Regions from separate parts of the Triticum aestivum genome. Here region 1 is linked to region 2. The links are chromatin contacts, called in public Hi-C maps. All regions are on one chromosome and are shown on one strand. Each heading gives the region's core, a stretch centred on a gene start, on an enhancer-like site or on the middle of the called end of the contact. The rest is flanking DNA. Distances are from core to core; before and after follow the strand shown. Region 1 has its middle 11 kb from the start of LOC123150575. Region 2 holds the start of LOC123152532.

Region 1 (5,285 bases), core at 1,358-3,857, 290 kb after region 2:
GCGTCACCCTCCTTCAGGTTTGAGATCCTCGCACATTGCTTTTTCCGAGCCCTGACAAGGATGGCTAGGCTCACGACCCTCCTTTTGAGGTCAGCCCGGAGGTCACGCTCATTGGCAGATAGCCGTCGATTATCCTGAGCAATGTCAAGATGAAGGATCACCAAATTAGATGCATGAATGTGACACCCCCGATTTGACCGTACACTAATCATACACGCAAACGTGTACGATCAAGATCAGGGACTCACGGGAAGATATCACAACACAACTCTAAAAATAAAATAAGTCATACAAGCATCATATTACAAGCCAGGGGCCTCAAGGGCTCGAATATAAGAGCTCGATTATAGACGAGTCAGCGGAAGCAACAATATCTGAGTACAGACATAAGTTAAACAAGTTTTCCTTAAGAAGGCTAGCACAAACTGGGATACAGATCGAAAGAGACGCAGGCCTCCTGCCTGGGATCCTCCTAAACTACTCCTGGTCGTCGTCAGCGGGCTGCACGTAGTAGTAGGCACCTCCTGAGTAGTAGTAGTCATCGTCGACAGTGGCGTCTGGCTCCTGGGCTCCAATGTCTGGTCGCAACAAACGGGTATAGAAAGGGGGAAAAGAGGGAGCAAAGAAACCGTGAGTACTCATCCAAAGTACTCGCAAGCAAGGAGCTACACTACATATGTATGCATTGGTTTCAAATGGAATAAGGGTATCATATGTGGACTGAACTGCAGAATGCCGGAATAAGAGAAGGATAGCTAATTCTTTCGAAGACTACGCTTCTGGTAACCTCCATCTTGCAGCAGGAGAAGAGAGTAGATGACAAGTTCACCAAGTAGCATCACATATCATAATCCTAACCGATGATCCTCCCCTCGTCGCCCTGTGAGAGAGCGATCACCGGTTGTATCTGGCACTTGGAAGGGTGTGTTTTATTAAGTATCCGGTTCTAGTTGTCATAAGGTCAAGGTACAACTCCAAGTCGTCCTGTTACCGAAGATCACAGCTATTCGAATAGATTAACTTCCCTGCAGGGGTGCACCACATAACCCAACACGCTCGATCCCATTTGGCCGGACACACTTTTCTAGGTCATGCCCGGCCTCGGAAGATCAACACGTCGCAGCCCTACCTAGGCACAACAGAGAGGTCAGCACGCCGGTCTAAATCCTATGGCACAGGGGTCTGGGCCCATCGCCCATTGCACACCTGCACGTTGCGAGGGCGGCCGGAAGCAGACGTAGCCTAGCAGGCGTTCCAGTCCAATCCGGCGCGCGTCGCTCAGTCGCTGACATCACGAAGGCTTCGGCTAATACCACGACGCCGAGTGCCCATAACTGTCCCCGCGTAGATGGCTAGTGTGTATAGGCCAGTGGCCAGACTTAGATCAAATACCAAGATCTCGTTAAACGTGTTATCTTGAAATAACCGCGAACGCCGATCAGGGCCAGGCCCACCTCTCTCCTAGGTGGTCTCAACGTGCCCTGTCGCATCGCCACAAAGATCCACACAGAGGGCTGTTGGGAAAGTATGTCCTTCCAGCCCCCAATTCGTGAATCAATCGCGGGTACTCCTCGAGCCAACCCGACTTTAGTCATCACATGTATCATATATAAAGTATATAGTATATACCCGTGATCACCTCCCGAGAGATCACGGCCCGATAGTATAGCATGGCAGATGGACAAGAGTGTAAGGCTACTGGTGATAAACTAGCATCCTATACTAAGCATTAGGATTGCAGGTAAAGGTAACAACAGTAGTAGCAAGGACAGGCTATGCATCATGATAGGATTAACGGAAAGCAGTAACTTGCTACACTACTCTAATGCAAGAGTAGAGAGAAGAGTAGGCGATATCTGGTGATCAAAGGGGGGGGCTTGCCTGGTTGCTCTAGCAAGAAAGAGGGGTCGTCAACACCGTAGTCGTACTGGGTAGCAGCGGCGTCGGTCTCGGTGTCTAGCGAGAGAAGAGGGGGAAGAAACAATAAATATTAAGCAAACAGATGCATAGTGATGCATGACATGACAAGTATCGGTGCTAGGGGTGCCCTTACGCGGTACGAGGTGGTACCGGTGAAGGGGGGAAACATCCGGGAAAGTATTCCCGATGTTTCGCATTTTCGGACAGATGAACCGGAGGGAGAAAATTGCGTGTTCGCTATGCTAGGGATGTGTGGCGGACGAACAGGCCGCATATTCGGATTCATCTCATCGTTCTGAGCAACTTTCATGTACAAAGTTTTTCCATCCGAGCTAAGGTTTATTTTATATTAATTTTAAAAGATTTAAATCATTTTTAGGATCTATTTAATTAATTAAATCAAACATTATCCAGAATAGTGTTTGCTGACGTCATCATGATGTCAGCAGTTGACTTGGTCAACCTGACAGGTGGGTCCCGTTCGTCATTGACACATTTAGTTAGCAGGTTAATTAAACAGGGTCTATTAATTTAATTAGTGGTTAGGTTAATCTAATCAGGATTAAATAGTTTAATTAATTCTTTAATTAATTAATTAAGATTAATTAATTGTTTAATTAATTAATTTTATTTATTTTTAATCTCTTTTTTAATGTTCCAGGGGCGGGCCCCATGTGCCATAGGCACAAGGGCCATAGTGGATTCAGGCAGCGGTTAACGGGGCGGGCGCTGGTTGCGGGCGCTCGTGCCCGAGGCCACCAGGGGCGGGGAACAACCACGCGCCCAGGAGGGCGAGCGCCGGCGGCCATGGCGCAGCTGGAGCCGCGGGGGGGGGGGGACCGGTGGCCGGAGGGGGCGCAGAGGGGCGAGGTGGGACTGGCGACAGAGGTAGACGAGGGTGAGGTGCAGGTAGCGCGCGGGCCGCAGCAGCAGGGCAGTGCGGTCACGGGCGGCGCGTGGGCGTGCGCAGCTACGGGGAGCCGCGACCAGGGAGGCTGCGTAGGAGGAGGGTGCAGGGGAGCGCCTGGGCGACGGCGGCCATGGGCGTAGGCAAAGGGCGACTGCGGCTTCGGTCGCGGCGACGACGACAGCTATGAAACGGCGGCGAGGGTGCTCGAGCTTGAATCTGAGCTCGGGAATAAACGGGGAAGTGGCGGAGCTCACATTGAGGCTGCAGATGTGCTTAGTGGGCTCGGGGAAGGCTCAGAGGTGCCAGAATCGACGGCGAAGCTCGACGAGGCGGATGAAGAACAAGGCGGTGCGTGGCTCGACGTGGTGGCTTTCGAGAGAGAGATGGCGTCCGCGAGGTGGTGGTGGGACGAGGCGGTGATGCAGCGGCGGCGGTTGGCGTCGGTGCGACAAGCACGACGTCCTGCGGAGCTCGGGGAAGACGGGCACGGTGCCGGAGGGTGAGGAAGCAGGCCGGGAGAGGGCGGCGAGGACGAGGCGTTCGGCGAGGTCCGGCGACGGGGCCGGGGCGGCAGCAGGCGGCGACATTGGGAGAGAGTGCGTTGGCGCCGGGGACGCATCAGGGGCGGGCGTGAGCACCCGGTTCCCGATCTGGATCGGGGAAGGGAGGGAGAGAGACGTGGGAAAGAGTGGGGGGGTCGTGCGGGGTGAGTGGGGGGTGTGCGCTAGGGTTCCTGTGGGTGGGGGCATGTAGGCCAGGCGCGGGGTGGGCCGGCTGGTCAGCTGGGCCGGCCGACTGGGCTGAGGTCCAGTTGACCATAGGGGGCTGTTATTTCTTTTTTTACCTTGCTTTGACTTTTTAATTTACTTTTCCTTATTTTCCTTTTACTGGTTTAATTTTATTTTGGTTTAGTAAAATATGATGATAGCTCCTAGAATAATGTTCGAGAATAACCCACTACCACAAAAGGTTTTAACCCCAAATAAAATAGTGTAGTATTTGAGAAAATACCAAAGGCATTTAAATAATGTTTTTGGCTACCGTTTAAATCATTTTAGTACATTTATACATTATATAATAATGTGGATTCTTCATCATAATCACATATGCATTATCTGGCACAACCCGAACATTTTGGTTTTAACATTTGAAAACTTTTGAGGTTTTCCTTTATTTAAATTTGAATTTGAATCGTTTTTGAACCATCGCGAGATTAACAACAGTAACCAAGGTGACGTGGCATCATTAATGTGTGATTACTGTAGCCTAATTATCCGGGCGTCACAATGAAGTTGGATCTTGGCTTTAGGGAATAGACATTCTACTCCATTCCGCCAACCGGGTGGCCGTCTTTTTTAGCTTGTGAAACAAGACTTGGCACGGCTCCATGTGCCCCATGGGCTCGTCCCAAGCCTTTTGCACAATATCATAGAATCCGGGCATGGATACCAAAAAATTCTCAAATTTGAAGGTTCTGGGCCTCCTAGGCCCCCTAACGTCGGCAAGCAGGAGGGGACAATGGTCGGAGAGTGAAGACGAGAGGGCATGTAACACATGGGTGTTGAAGGTGGTGTCCCACTCAGCATTGCAGAAAAAAGTGTCGAGCTTGCACAAGGTTGGGTTCACCCTCTCGTTACTCCAAGTGAACCTCCGGTTTTGAAGGTGAATTTCCTTTAGGACGCAACTTTGTAGGGCATTACGAAAGTGGATGATCCGACTCCTGTTGAATTTCCTCTTGTTTTTATCTCTGGCCTGATATATTTGGTTGAAGTCCCCGGAGGCCAACCAAGCAACACCGGGAGGTGGGATTTGGCTAACAAGCTCGGCAAAGAAAGCGTCTTTGCTAGCGGCATCGGTGGGCCCATAAAGGGATGTAAGCTTGAATACTACCTCAGTCTCCCGAATCCTGACCATGGCAGAGATGCAGTGGTTGGTAGTGGCGACGTGAGTCAGCTCAACCAGGTGGTCATCCCACAAGATAAGGATGCCACCCCTAGTTCCTTCGGCTGGTTTTTGCGCGAAATTCCAAAACCTGGAACCACCAAGAGAGGTAGCCATGAACTGGTCAACATTGGACAGCTTCGTATCCTGGAGACAGATGATGTGGCAAGAAGAGGCAGCAATGGTTTCACAAACAGTTGCCGGCGGTCCGAACAATTGAGCCCTCTGACGTTCCAACTTAATGTGTTTATAGCTTGTTCAATCATGAGGAAACAAGCGTAGCCCTAGTCCTAGTAAGCTGGCAGCAACCATGCACAAATGGAATGACCGTAGCACTCAGGCAACATGCATGCATATGAGAAACAACATGTTCCAAACTGGACCCAACTTTGACAAGTACCATACATGACACACCTTGGGTACACAGCTAACATGGCCAACATACAGATGCACATTGCATCCACAGACTCGACCCTAGACAGAGACTAAAACCCCTTAAGATGAAAGCTGGTTG
Region 2 (4,968 bases), core at 697-3,196:
GTCCTCGCCGAACTTCACCATGCCCATCACCGTACTGTTTCATGTGGTCCAACGAAGACAGAAGCGTTGACAGTCATTTGGTTTGACACACCGGCGTCAAGGTACCAGGGCACATCAACGTCACCAGAGGCATGCCGAAGCTTGATGCGAGCTCACTCTTCATTGAGGAAGACGCACTCGTACTCTGCCATGGCAGCTGGAATGGAGTTGCTGCAATGGCAACATTGGGCACGATTGCTACCATTGCAGCCTTTCGGGGCAAAAGCCATGCCATGGCAGGATTTCCTACCGCGATGACTGCTGATAAGGATGTTGTCATTGCAATGCTTTGGGCGATTCCGCTACCATGGCAGGACTTTGCGCTGTGGTGGCAAGGTGTGTTGTGCACTCCTGCAGCAGCAGCAGCGTTGACTTCGTCGGCCTACACCAGGTGAGCCTCCTCCTGCTTCTTGCGGCAATCACTTGCCCAGTGGCCTAGCTTTCCACAATAGCGACACTTCTCGCGGCCGCCGCTTCTCGGCTGACCTTGGCTTTTGCGTCCGCCGCTGAACTTAGCTCGGGAGCACCCTCCACCACCACCACCACCACGGCAAGAGCTATTGTTGCCTGAGGTGTTGCTGCTGCCAGAGAACCCGCCTTGGTTGTACCTATACTATCGCACAACCTACTGCTCCTCAGCTAGCACTAGGCAGTTGCCGCCCTGGCTAGATCCATCCAGCCTGTGTCATACCTCTGCCGTGTTGAACCATCTCGTCAGCTCCTCGATGGAGAGTGCAGAGTGGTCGAACGGGGTCTATGTAGAGGGCGACATGTGAGTAGTGCGGCGAGACAGCCCAGAGAAATTTCTCCGAGGTTTCTTCCTGCAGCTAATCACCAGGTACTGCTAGATTGTTCATCATACCGTTGAGCCATAGGGCGAAATCATCGAAGAAGCTGCGGAAGTTTGAGTAGCGCATAACTACTCAACAGTATGAATTAGAAAACCTCATCCGAGTGCATAACTCTATGACCGCAACATAGTAAGGAAGTAAGTGCACAGGCATTTGGCACTGCCTCTACCATTACCATCCTGATTTCCTCTAGACTAACGAAGCACCAGAATTGTTCTCTGACGGTAGAAAAGCCTAGAAATTCTCCTCTTTCGCACTGACAGAATAATAGTACATTGTCTTATTGAAACGAGCTGTGCATAATGACTTGATCAAGAAAGATAGAGAGATCCAGAGTCCTCACCTAGCAGGTTTCTCGGTAGCCAGCCCCATCCCGTTCCACGGGAAGTTTCCCCCCTTTTCGTCAGCTTGCTCATTCGCCCCGGCACGTCCCCTCCTCTTGTTCCCCAGCCTCCCAGGGTTTCCATACACGATCTTGCCGCATCCAGCCCTGGAGAAGCCCTCCCTCTCGTCCTCCATCCAATGTTTCCCCTTCCCCTCCCTCTCCCCCTCGACCTCTGCCCCTTCCACAACCTTCCTCCTCGCCGCGGCTGCGCTGGCCTTCCGCTCCCTCTCCCCGAGGATCGCGCCGATGGGGAAGATGTCGGGGGAAACGGAGAGCGGGGCCTGAAGAGTGACGTAGGCCTTCTTGTAGTCTGGCTTGGCGGCGAGGAAGGGTCCCCGGCGGTGCTTCTTGCCCTCCATGTTGAGGGTGCGGACTTCGGCGATGTTGAAGCCGTAGACGGACTCGAGGCAGCGGCGGATGTCGACCTTGGAGGCGGAGGGGACGGTCCTCACAGCGAACTCCTGGACGGAGGTCAGGGGGGCCGGGGGGAGCATGAGCTTGATGGGGAGGTTGGCGAAGTGGAGCACGCGGCGGCCCAGCCTGCTACCCATGGCCGGATGCGGCGGCGAAGGGTGGCCGGATGCGGCGGCGGAGGAGGGCGTAGGGTTTAGAGAGTGAAAATGGTTCGGTTCGGGTTCAGCGGCTCAGGCGAAGGACTCGGGACAAGAGAGACTATTGGGCTTGGTTCGGCTGTAGCGACCAAAAATGCCCACAAGCAAGCATTCGCGGCATTGGGCGGGCCCAAGCGCACGGGAGGCCACAGCCACATTTTATTGTTTCTTTTTCACGTTCTTAGTTTTTGTTTTCTGCTTTACTCTTTTACTTTTGTTATTTATACACTTCCAAACGTTATAAATAAATATATTAACAAACAAATCTACATAAAAACATTTGTAACAAATGGTAACCAAGTATTTGAAAAATAATAAATGTGTATAGAGAAAATGTTTCTCCTGTGTATGGAAAAAATGTTAATCAAGCATTTGAAAAAATGTTTAAAATGTTTATCAAGCTTTCGAAGTAAAACATCAAGCCGGAACATTTTCAGCACCCTCCGGCTCGGTTTTCTCTCTGAAACATTTCCGGAAGGTCCCGGAACATTTTCAGCACCCTCCAAAATTGTTTCGGAGTAAAACATCAAGTCGGAAAATTTTCGGAATACGTACGATTTTGGAGGGTGCTGAAAATGTTCCGGGACCTTCCAGAATTTTGCGAGAGAGAAAGCGAGCGAAAAACACCATGTTCCCGCCAGGGCGACAAGATTCCCCTTTTCGTGGGGAGTTATTTTTCGGTGGGGGCCCCTTTTGGGGATCAGCCCATAATTGATAGAAGCTTGTTGGGGGCATGGTGGGGGCAGCCTCATAGAAATATGCCCTAGAGGCAATAATAAAGTTGTTATTATTATATTCCCTTATTCATGATAAAGGTTTATTATTCATGCTAGAATTGTATTGATCTAAAACTTAAATACATGTGTGGATACATAAACAAAATACTGTGTCCATAGTGAGCCTCTATTAGACTAGCTCGTTGATCAAAGATGGTTAAGGTTTCCTAACCGTAGACATGTGTTGTCACTTGATAATAGGGTCACATCATTAGGAGAATGATGTGATGGACACGACTCATCCGTTAGCTTAGCGTAATGATCGTTCTGTTTTATTGCTATTGCTTTCTTCATGTCAAATACATATGTCTTCGACTATGAGATCATGCAACTCCCGGATACCGGAGGAATTCCTTGTGTGCTATCAAATGTCACAACATAACTAGGTGATCATAAAGATGCACTACAGATATCTCTGAAGGTGTCTGTTGAGTTGGCATAAATCGAGATTAGGATTTGTCACTCCGTGTATCGGAAAGGTATCTCTTGGCCCTCTCGGTAATGCACATCACAAGAAGCTTGCAAGCAAAGTGACTAATGAGTTAGTTACGAGATGATGTATTATAGAACGAGTAAAGAGACTAGCCAGTCACGAGATTGAACTAGGTATGAAGATACCGACGATCGAATCTCGGGCAAGTAACATACCGACAGACAAAGGGAATTACGTATGATGTCCTAAGGTTCGACCGATAAAGATCTTCATGGAATATGTAGGAACCAATATGGGCATCCAGGTTCCGCTATTGATTATTGACCGGAGAGGCGTCGCAGTCATGTCTACATCATTCTCGAACCCGTAGGGTCCGCATGCTTAATGTTCGTTGACGATATAGTATTATATGAGTTATGTGATTTGGTGACCGAATGTTGTTCGGAGTCCCGGATGAGATCACAGACATGACGAGGAGCTTCGAAATGGTCCGGAGGTAAAGATTGATATATAGACGATGCTATTTGGTCACAGAAAGGTTTCGGAGTGTATCGGTAGTCATCGGATCACCGGAAGGGGTTCTGGGAAGCCCCGGGAGGTTAATGGGCCTTATGGGCCAAGAGGGGGAACACACCAGCCCACAAGGGGCTGGCATGCCCCTTCCCTTGGCCGACGGCCCTATGGACGGACAGGGGGAGGGCTAGCCCCTCTTTCCTTCCCTCCACATAAGAGGAAGGAAAGGGGGTGCCACCTCCTCCTGCCTTCCCCCCACAGGCAAACAAGGAAGGGGGTGCCAAAGGGTAGGCGCCCAAGGGGCCCGGCCGGCCACCTTGGGCCACCCCTTGGCTGCAACCCCCCCATCTCTCTCTCTCTCTCTATATATATATATATATATATATATATGTGTGTGTGTGTGGGGGGGGGGGGGCACCACACAAACCCACGACAATCACTTAGCCGTGTGCGGCACCCCTCTCCAAAGTTTAGTCCTCTGTCTAGTTTTCCGCAATGCACGACGAAGCCCTGCGGGAACGAGTTCACCACCACCGTCACCACATGAAGGAAATATGCCCTAGAGGCAATAATAAAGTTTTTATTTTATATTTCCTTATTCATGATAAATGTTTATTATTCATGCTAGAATTGTATTGATCGGAAACCTTAATACATGTGTGAATACATAGACAAACACTATGTCCCTAGTGGGCCTATACTTGACTAGCTCGTTGATCAAAGATGGTTAAGGTTTCCTAACCATGGACATAAGTTGTCATTTGATAACGGGATCACATCATTAGGAGAATGATGTGATGGACAAGACCCATCCGTTAGCTTAATGTAATGATCATTTTGTTTTATTGCTATTGCTTTCTTCATGTCAAATACATATTCCTTCGACTATGAGAGTATGCAACTCCCGGATACCGGAGGAATATCTTGTGTGCTATCAAATGTCACAACGTAATTGGGTGATTATAAAGATGCTCTATAGGTATCTCCGAAGGTGTTTGTTGGGTTGGCATAGATCGAGATTAGGATTTGTCACTCCGAGTATCGGAGAGGTATCTCTGGGCCCTCTCGGTAATGCACATCATAAGAAGCCTTGCAAGCAAAGTGACTAATAGTTAGTTGTAGGATGATGTATTACAGAACGAGTAAAGAGACTTGTCGTTAACGAGATTGAACTATGTATGTAGATACCGATGATCGAATCTCGGGCAAGTAACATACCGATGGACAAAAGGGAATAACGTATGTTGTCATAACGGTTCTACCAATAAAGATCTTCATAGAATATGTAGGAGTCAACATGAGCATACATGTTCCGCTATTGGTTATTGAAAAGAGAGGTGTCTCGATCATGTCTACATAG

The links. Hi-C and Micro-C count contacts between places; a contact is called where the count stands out from the background.
Region 1: a contact with region 2 is called in a Hi-C map of leaf, with 5 times the contacts expected there. The contact joins the enhancer-like site here to the promoter of LOC123152532 in region 2. A contact is called at or near these places in 2 of 5 Hi-C or Micro-C datasets (both in leaf).

What each region holds. Positions count from the first base shown.
Region 1 is chr7A:291,275,519-291,280,803 of IWGSC CS RefSeq v2.1, forward strand. No RefSeq gene overlaps it. Among protein-coding and RNA genes, the nearest start is that of LOC123150575, 11 kb to the left of the region's middle. Within about 2 kb of position 2,608, at least 4 of the 8 cell types and tissues checked have an H3K27ac peak or open chromatin away from gene starts, as enhancers often do. A contact at or near this core is called in leaf, where this site is marked.
Region 2 is chr7A:290,983,745-290,988,712 of IWGSC CS RefSeq v2.1, forward strand. LOC123152532 reads right to left here and starts at 1,947. Exons shown (of 2, transcript XM_044572058.1): 1 at 1,234-1,947. The coding sequence starts at 1,826.